Regions from separate parts of the Mus musculus genome. Here region 2 is linked to region 1. Evidence: chromatin contacts called from public HiChIP or PLAC-seq data. All regions are on one chromosome and are shown on one strand. Each heading gives the region's core, a stretch centred on a gene start, on an enhancer-like site or on the middle of the called end of the contact. The rest is flanking DNA. Distances are from core to core; before and after follow the strand shown.

What was found. HiChIP or PLAC-seq counts read pairs in DNA pulled down with a chosen protein or histone mark.
Region 2: an H3K4me3 HiChIP or PLAC-seq map of embryonic basal ganglia shows a contact between it and region 1, with 3 times the contacts expected there. The contact joins the promoter of Mms22l here to the enhancer-like site in region 1. A contact is called at or near these places in 5 of 115 datasets of contacts at active chromatin or transcription factors (astrocytes, embryonic basal ganglia, embryonic forebrain and 2 more) and 2 of 9 other capture datasets (liver and pancreatic islet).

The regions. Positions count from the first base shown.
Region 1 is chr4:24,246,826-24,251,328 of GRCm38.p6, forward strand. The region is part of intron 1 of Gm27243 (a long non-coding RNA gene); the gene reads right to left. Among named protein-coding and RNA genes, the nearest start is that of Gm27243, 180 kb to the right of the region's middle. Within about 2 kb of position 1,781, at least 11 of the 459 cell types and tissues checked have an H3K27ac peak or open chromatin away from gene starts, as enhancers often do. A contact at or near this core is called in embryonic basal ganglia, where this site is marked.
Region 2 is chr4:24,494,404-24,498,906 of GRCm38.p6, forward strand. Mms22l (MMS22-like, DNA repair protein) reads left to right here and starts at 2,048. Exons shown (of 24, transcript NM_199467.3): 1 at 2,048-2,662; 2 at 3,435-3,560. The coding sequence starts at 2,505.

The DNA.
Region 1 (4,503 bases), core at 531-3,030:
TCTGCCTGATTTTTTATTGTTGAGATAGGATCTCTCTGAGTAGACTAGCTGGATAGTGCACCCTGAGACCTGCCTGTCTCCAACCCCTACCCTAGCACTAGGATTAGAGAAACATGCCACCAAATTCAGGCTTTTACATGGCTACTGGAGACCTGAATTCAGGTCACATACTTGAGCAACAAACACTTTAGAGCTCTTGTTCCAACTCTCTAATCTAGCAGTGTTTAACCTCAATGAAAGACTGTCTAATAATAACAAGACATATTGATTATGTGTCCAAGAAGGAGATATTTAGATATAAAATGCTGAATCTTATTGTCCAGAAAAGAATGTGCTGGGAGATTTTTAGGGTCAAGTTTATTAGAAACTATTTATGATATCTCCTATTTCATTCAATAAATTTTGGGTTCTAATGTGTATCTAAAAACAAGTCTCTAAATTAATAAATAATGCAGGTATAATTTCATTTTATTAAAAATAGTTTTTTTTCACTTAATGTGTTCTGATTATGGCTTTCCCTCGCTACTCCTCCCAGTTCCTTCCCACCTCCCCTCCCATCCAGATTCACTCCCTTTCTTTCTCTCATTAGAAATGAACAGGCCTCTAAGAGATAAAAATATAATATAATATAATATATTATAATATAATATATTATATTATAATATGGTAAAACAAAACTATCACACTGAAATTGTACACGGCAAATCAACAGTGGGAAAAGAGCCCAGGAACAGGTACAAGAAACACATAGATACAAAGACACAGTCATTCACACACTCAGGGATCCAATAAAAGCACTAAATTGGAAGGTATAATTTATACCCAAAGGACCTGTAGGATAAAAATGAGAGAAATATATATATATATATATAAAATTTAAATTTTAAAATAATCAAAAAAGTATAAAAGCGATAGAAGGACATTATGACACAAGAAAACCTTTTTAAAGAAGTGCTTTGTTGTACCTTAGTGTGCGACAGGGCATATGGCACAGTTCTTTGTGAAATAGTGTTTATCCACAGAAATGCCATCAGTGGAAGATGTATGGAAAAGCTGGTGGTCTATTAAGGGACCATGGGACAACTGCATACATTTGGTAATCTGTATGAAGCCATGGAAATGACACAGCAATAGCCCATCTGTGGCTTTAGTATATAGAGCTTAAAATACAATTTCAGAATAGGAAAAAAAAGATCAAATTCTTGCTAATGAAAAAGAATGCTCAAAGTGAGCTGCTGTTAATGGGCTCATATCTAAAGGACTGTCACCTTTGGCTTTCTTATTATAAAACATTTTCTCAAGATTCCTGTGTCTTTAATAAAATACAATGTTACACACTCGCCTCCTAATGTTGTCTAAAAGGCTACTTGTGGGCAGCTATAATTTGTACTTTTATAATTTAGTGCATTTGTGAATAGGCTTAAAACTCATACAAGTGCTTGGAAAGGGCAGGGCAGATGCTGTTCAGATTTCCCTATTTGGTCCTGCCAAGTCCTTCATTCTGTATCTCAAATACCCAGTCTATTTAAAACTCAGTGTCTCTTAATAGAGATTACTAATCAAGCCGATTTATGTGGTAGTTTAGGAGGTACAGTCATTCTTTTTTTTTTTTTTTTTTTTGTCATGTTGTTTCTAAAGAAACTTTAAGGCTTACAAAAGCCACAGATTGACAGCTCCACAAAATGGAAATTCACAGAACAGAAGTGTCACATACTAGGGGGATATGGCCTCCCCTTATGCTAACCTGCCAATTCGTAGTTCCAACCTGCAAGGGTCTGCCACCAAATTCAAGAGATTATTCAGTCCTTGTGCATGCTCACTCCTTTGCCAGGAAGGGGGCCAATTAGTTCTAGCTACACTGGTCATTTCACTTCTGCCTTTATTTTTTTTCTATTAGGAGCATTTTCTCTCCATAATTTGGATGATTTTGGCCCCCAGTTCTTTGGCAGGATACTATGAAATGGCTGTCAATCACTTTAAACTGCAGCCTAATGTGAAGGCGAGCCGGAGGCGAGAAGTTCAGTCATTAGCTATTGAAACCATTCAGTTCCCCATTGTACAGGGGCTTGTGCTGCTCAGAGAAACAAAATTATAGTAACAATAATGTTAAGAATTGAAGATCATATTGCAAATGTTCCTTAAAAATAACATTCAGCTCATTAGTCAGTCTGGTTAGCCTCTACTTCTAATCTTAAAAAAAAAAAAAAAGCAATGAATATTTTTTGAATATTCATAGAATATTTCAGAAAAGTTTTACATGATTTAAAATATTTCATGTTAGTCCTGACAGATTCTATTTGTTTGATATTTTGAGAAGATAAATTCTCAGTAGTTCTAATAAAAGTGCGATGTTTAAAAAAATCGAAGATATATATATATATATGCATATATATCTAAGGATTCTTAAGCTAATTAAGATATTCCATACAAACATCATGCCAGTGGTGCTAACACTGGAGCTCAAAAAGGGAGTGTGCAAGTGGAAGTAAGTTGATGTGAATACGTTCAAACTCCCATCATGTGCAGCACATGTTAAAGCAGAGTTTAACCATTCCCTGCCCTCTGGTCTCTTTTCTTTTCTGTAAAGGAAATAGAGAGAAACAGAGTCTTAGATGCCTTAAGGAAGGATTGGATATTGTGGAGGCGGAAGGATTTCATGCAAGGGAGGAAAGATCTGGAGAACAGACTTCTATTGATGAAATTTCCTTGGCCGCTATGTCTTGTGTACACACTTGGCACCAGGCTAGTGTGACAGGCATAGCTAAAATAAACATTAAGCCTTACAACAACAGTCAAGCAATATGATATAAAATTTAAGAGTGTGATACTTCGTTAAAATAATGTACATGTGAAGAAACCACATTTATTTGCACCAACTACAGAAAGTTCCAAGCTGCATTTCCTATTTAGGATCCCACGACTTAAGTTCCCTGTAGTCCACCTCTAGAGGGCAGTAAAGCAGGCGAGAGCTTGTTCTAGGAAGCTGACAAGGTGCATACTTAAATATGAGGAGCTCTTTCTTTCTTTCTTTCTTTCTTTCTCTCTCTCTCTCTCTCTCTCTCTCTCTCTCTCTCTCTCTCTCTCTTTCTCTTTAACTAATTGAATTTGCTTTTTTGACAATTTCTTATTTGTACATAGCATTTTTCTTATACCAAGCAATATTTAAAACAGTATTTTCAAGGATTTACTGAGATGCTTATCTGCAAATATCCTCAAAAGAGTTGATTCATAGAGCAAAGCCTTCCAACTTTTTGTGATATGTTGTATCATAAATATAGTGAACAACACTTTTAAAGCAATATTCAGAAAGTACGTGGGAAATCTGAGGGCAAGCCCCCTCTGAAGTACAGATACATGTTAATATAACATTTTAAAACATTCAAAGCTCAATATTGCCCATATTTACAGAAATGCCTTTATACTTAAATAAATTACTAGTAATCACTGAGAGTATCAATGTACAAAAAATAAAACTGAAATTATTTTGGTTATGTATTTGGATTGCATTTATACATAAGAAGTTTTTATTGAGTAATTTCAGTCTTTGCAAAGTTGCAAAAAATATCATTCTATGCACTCTTCCCAGGCCCGTTAATGTCAACAAATATCTGATGCCTGATCCTATATACTTACTAATATCAGGAATTTATACATTTGTATGGTAGTATTAACAAATTTACAGATCTTTTCAATGTCTCCACCTCTCCAATGAATCTCTCTGTTCCACAACCCAATCCAGTGTCTCACTTTGTGTTTACCTGGCATTTGCTCCTTTGCTCTTTCCACAGCAATCCTTCCATGACCCATTGTATATCATCTAGAGAAACTCTTGAAGATGTGAATCCTGATAGGAATTACATAAGCCACATCATACCACAACACAACAAATCAAGGGCTTGTGTTAGAAATACTTTGTTAACTGTGATCACTTTTTCAATATACCCTAATTTGACCTTTAGAACTTGGAACTTAATTCTTTTCTATATCAAATGCAGGGCCTTCTAGGTTTTCCTAAGGAACTGGCTTCTATAATAGCAGACAAAGTCATATAGCCCCAGTAGTTGATCTTTGATCTTACTAATATTAATATTAGACACTGTATCCTAAGGTCTTGTGCATGCTAGGCAATATGTCCTACCATTGAACTAGTCTCAGGCCAGAGGCTTCATTGTTTGGAAGGAATGGGAGTATATAATTATGGTATATGCACACATATGGCAGCCAGTAAAGTAGGTCAAATGTTCTCTTCTATCACTCTCCATGATAGTCCTTGGAAGCTGGGTCTGGAAGCAACAATTTTCGTCTATGCTGGTGAGCCAGTACCAGTAATCCTCTGGTGTCCAAGCACCTATGAGATCATAACCAGCTTGTCACTGAAGGATTAATAACCTAAGAGTTTGAAAAGCCAGAAACTGATCAGGATAGTTGACTTGAATGGCGACACTTGTGGAAGTTTGTCCTGATGAGGAGACCCACATGCCACACTCCACTGGGATCAATCAC
Region 2 (4,503 bases), core at 798-3,297, 250 kb after region 1:
TCTAATGAAAGCAGCTCCTAATTTCACTGTAGTTACACAATATACTTCGTATGTTTTCAACCTTTTTTTAGCTTTTGTGAATGAAATGCAGAGACTTATACACACTATACAAATGTTCTACCACTATACTTCACTGGTAGCCTTCAATCCTTTTTAAATAGATAAAATTTGTTTCATGATTCTGAATATAATCTGGTTTCATGTTCCATGTTTTCTTTTTAATTGTATAATTTTACTGTTAGCGTAGTCATATGCATCAATTAGATTCAACTGGGAGCTAGTACTATCCAAATCTTTTATAGCCGTATTAATTTTCTATTGTCAATTATTATCAATTGCAGAGACATTTCAATTTTCTAATTAAGATTGTTAGGTGGATGTGGTGATGAATGCTTGTAGTCTAAGCTACTTGAGAGGTTAAGACAAGAAGACTAGGAAATTGGGGGCAGCTGGACAAAATACCAGCATTTCATCTTTACAAAACAATATTATTTGAATATTTCTGTTGTAACAGTATTATGTTATATTAATAAATATATAATAGCTATTTCTATCTATGGAAGCTTATACTTAAGTTCTTAACATTTCTATATCTTGTCAAAATTAAGATAAAAATAATTACAATTTTGTCTGATTCAAAGAAGAGTCTCTAACTTCTCTTTAGTTCTTTTCATTTCTAACCTGGACTACATACACTTGATAGGCTACACCCTTGCTTTGCGCTTTGGTTTGTTTTGGCCGACAGGAGTGAAACATGGGATGTGGTTTACTCCTTTCAGTGTTTCCCCCACTTGTCTGTGGTGGGACAGTTGTGTTTGTCTGTGAAGGCAACCACTGTTGTGTGACGATAAGTTAGGTGACTGCATCCTACAGGCACAGGTCTCACTCCTCTCTAGTAATCCGTGTTGATCCTTACTTTTCTGCTCAAGAATGATAATTGTCTCTATTAGCTGTGGGTGCCTAGTCATCCCATTTTGGGATCCAGTAACCATGGACACACCTTTGTAAGTGACCATTTCATTAAGTATCACCTTAATTGGCCTCTGTCATTTCTTTAGTTCTTCCCACTCCATGATTCACATAAGTTGAGCTCACATAATCAACATCAGGTATTTAAACAAACACAACAGACAAGAGTGTACTGGAATGTTGATGGGAGGAAGAAAAATGGCCGTATGGTATGTTGTCCTAATTGCAGTGCCAACACTAGGTATTCTCATATTCAGAAAACATACTCTTGACATCACTGTGGAAGAGACCTTCATGATACAATACTCATCACCAGCTATCATCAGCAGTCAACAAAAAAAAGCATCAGGTCTCAGAGTACCTCAACTGGGCTGCACAAATACATGTACTATAGTAGCCCTACACTGCAGTGGGAATTTTTTTTTTCTTCCGCTTCATCCCACATGTCATTTGAAAATACGTTGATTTTAACATCTAAGAGTTAGGGTAGGTTCCCTATGAAGTGGATGCCCGCAAGTAAAGCAATATATTTAAATGCAGCAGGCATTTGAATCCCCATGCCCCCCACCCCCATCTCAAGACAGTAATATTCGAGTCAACTTTAAAGAACACTTTAATAAGGAAAATGGATCGGAAAATATTTTTACAAAATTGTAACTCTTGTCCAGAGTTACAATGTATTGCAAAGGGAGCAAAAGTTGTTATGTCTGAGGAAAAAAAGCCATCTAACTTAGTCAATGTGTCCCTTGTGTTCTGGGTCACTGCTGCAGAGCAGAAGGCATCCAACACAGGAAAGCCGGGGTGGGCCCCAGGGCAGGAAGAGGGTGGCCGGGCTGCGGGAGGCCGAGGCAGGCGCGGGGCTCTCCAGAGCCCGGCCTGAAGCTGATCCCCGCCGTTCGCAGACCCTACTTCCAGGCTTCAGCGGAGAGCTGGCCACCTCGCAAACTCTCAACGGTACGGAGAACCGTGAAGAGCGAATCCCTGGACTTGTCCGGGCCGACGGGCTCTCGCGAGATCTCGGTCCGCGCCAGTGAGGACTCGCGAGAGGGCGGCGCCGGAGGCGGGGCACGCCGTGGCGGGAATTTCGCCTGCTTCCGGTTTCCTCTGCCCGGCGCTGCGTTCCGCGTTCTAGGTTTGCGGGGGCCTGCGGTTTTCCCGCGCGCTCGCCCGCCCCGAACGCCGCGCTGGGACTGAGGGAGACGGAGGGAGGCGGCGGGGCTGCGTGCTCCATCCGGGCCGTGCGGGGAAACCAGCCTGAGGAGGTGCGCGAGGGCCTCAAAACCCACGGCAGCCCGGAGGGAGCGAGGGCGGCGTTGGAAGGCTTGGCGGCTCCGGCGCCTGCGGGACGCCCGGAGGATTCTGGACCTGTTGCCTTCAGCTTCTCTGCTTTCACGTTGGTTTCCCCGGGTGCTGAGGGCACATTTTGGATCTCCGAGGTAGCTCCTTACCGTACTTTCAGCCTCTTGCAGCTTGTCTTCGGAGCCCGAACGTAACTGCCCGGAACCGCGGTGGCATTGCAGAGCAGGATGTAAATAATGGATGGCTGTTCAGCAGCGTCGACCTTCTTGACTGACAGCTTAGAGCTGGAGCTGGGGACAGAGTGGTGCAAACCCCCCTGCTTTTCTTGCGCTTTTGACAACAGAGAAGGAAAATTCTCTGGAGAGTCCTACCTTGCCAGTGGCGCCCTTAAGCGGTAGGTTAAAAAACAAACAAACAACAAAAAACCGAATTGAAGGTCCCCACCCCCAGCAATGTTGATTATCACCAATGTCTAACGTAGGTGCTCAGCAAGCCTCGTTTTACATACGCTTAGTATATAGAAGAACTTTCTGGATAATTGATAATCTCTTAGGAGTGGGTAGCTGGATATTTAATTTACTTAGACTGGTTTCAGAGCAGCCTAGTCTCTTGGAACTTGTATTTCCTTTTAAGGGGTAATAGTTATCTATAAGTTTTCAGTAGTTTATAAGTAGAACCTGATAGTTTTTGTTGCACGGGTTCTTTCCATCCAAAGCATCGGCATACAGAATTCATAGACACATTAGTCGAATGAATATTACAATAAAATTGCTGTTCTTGAATTATTTAGGTAATGCCCTTTGAGGAAACTTCATTAAAGAAAACCATTTTTTGTTGATTGTATGATTATACCTTGTTAATAATTTGTTAATAACCTTAAACCACATTAGGTATCTATATGATGTCATTCTTCCTAATTCGGAATATTTGGTGTTCTGAAAACCCATTTTCTTGTTCAAAGATAAATTACTGTGACCTCAGACCACTTTGTATATTGCTTGGACTCCATTTAGATTTTCCTTTTGGACACAACATAAGGTGTCAAGTAACCCCTCCCCCCCCCCCCCAACACACACACACATACACATATACATATGTGTTTGTGCGCGTCATCATGGCATGTATAGTCTGGATTCAAATGATTTAAGTCATTGTTTTCATTACAGGTTAATTTTAAATCTTGATCCATTACCAACTAATTTTGAAGAGGATACAGTAGAACTATTTGGCTTCCAATGGGTTACAGAAACAGCGCTAGTCTATTCCTGTAGAGAGCTCTTTCATTTATTCAGGTATGTATGTGTCTATTTTTAACTCTAATGCTGTCTAGTTTTATATTGCTGCTTTTCCACTACTGATTACAAAAGCAGGGAAATTGCTCTTTTTTATTGCTTTGCTGGTGGTCTTACCAGGAAACACTCAAGCAGTTATGACTGATAAATAATGGTTTTAAGGAGTTGTTTATATTGTGTATATTGATAAGCGAAATCCTTATCAATATATATGTGTGTGATTTAATCTCTAGATTAAATTAGTCTCTGATTAAATTAATCACATGTGATTCTAGAGATCTAATCTAGGTTATTGTATATGTTAGGCAAGCATCATACTACTGAGCACTGAATACCTGCACTGTGTATAATGTACATATTCTCTATATAACATATTGTATATGCATTGTTTTTGTTTCTAAGACAGGGCCTCAACTCTAGCCAATGTGTAGCCTAGGTCAATGACCTAAAACTTACACAGCAATCCTTTCTTAGTCTGTGATGCTGGGATTACAAGCATGAACCATCATAGATAAAGATTTGAACTACGTGCCATGAACCCTCATAAAGAGATGTCGGTGTATCTTTGATGTAGTAGATGCTGTCAATTTTTTTTCTTTGTAGGTCAACACAATCATGCATGAATGTTTTGAGTATCTGTATGTATTGTATACTACATGCATGTGTGGTGCCCTAGAGGTCAGAAGAGGGCATGGAATTAGAATTATGGATGGTTGTGGGCTACTACCATACATGCTGGGAACCAAATGCATGTCCTCTACGAGAGCAAAAAGTGCTCTTAGCTGCTGAGCCATCTCTCCAGCCTTGTGTTATTTATTGAGAGAACAAGCTGAGCAAGTTTTCTGTAATTGTAAACATTGTAGTGAGATGGGTCTTTAAGAGAGTTTCAAGGCAGATAGGAATGATGAAATGGGATTGCCATCAGGGATTAAAGCGAGGCATC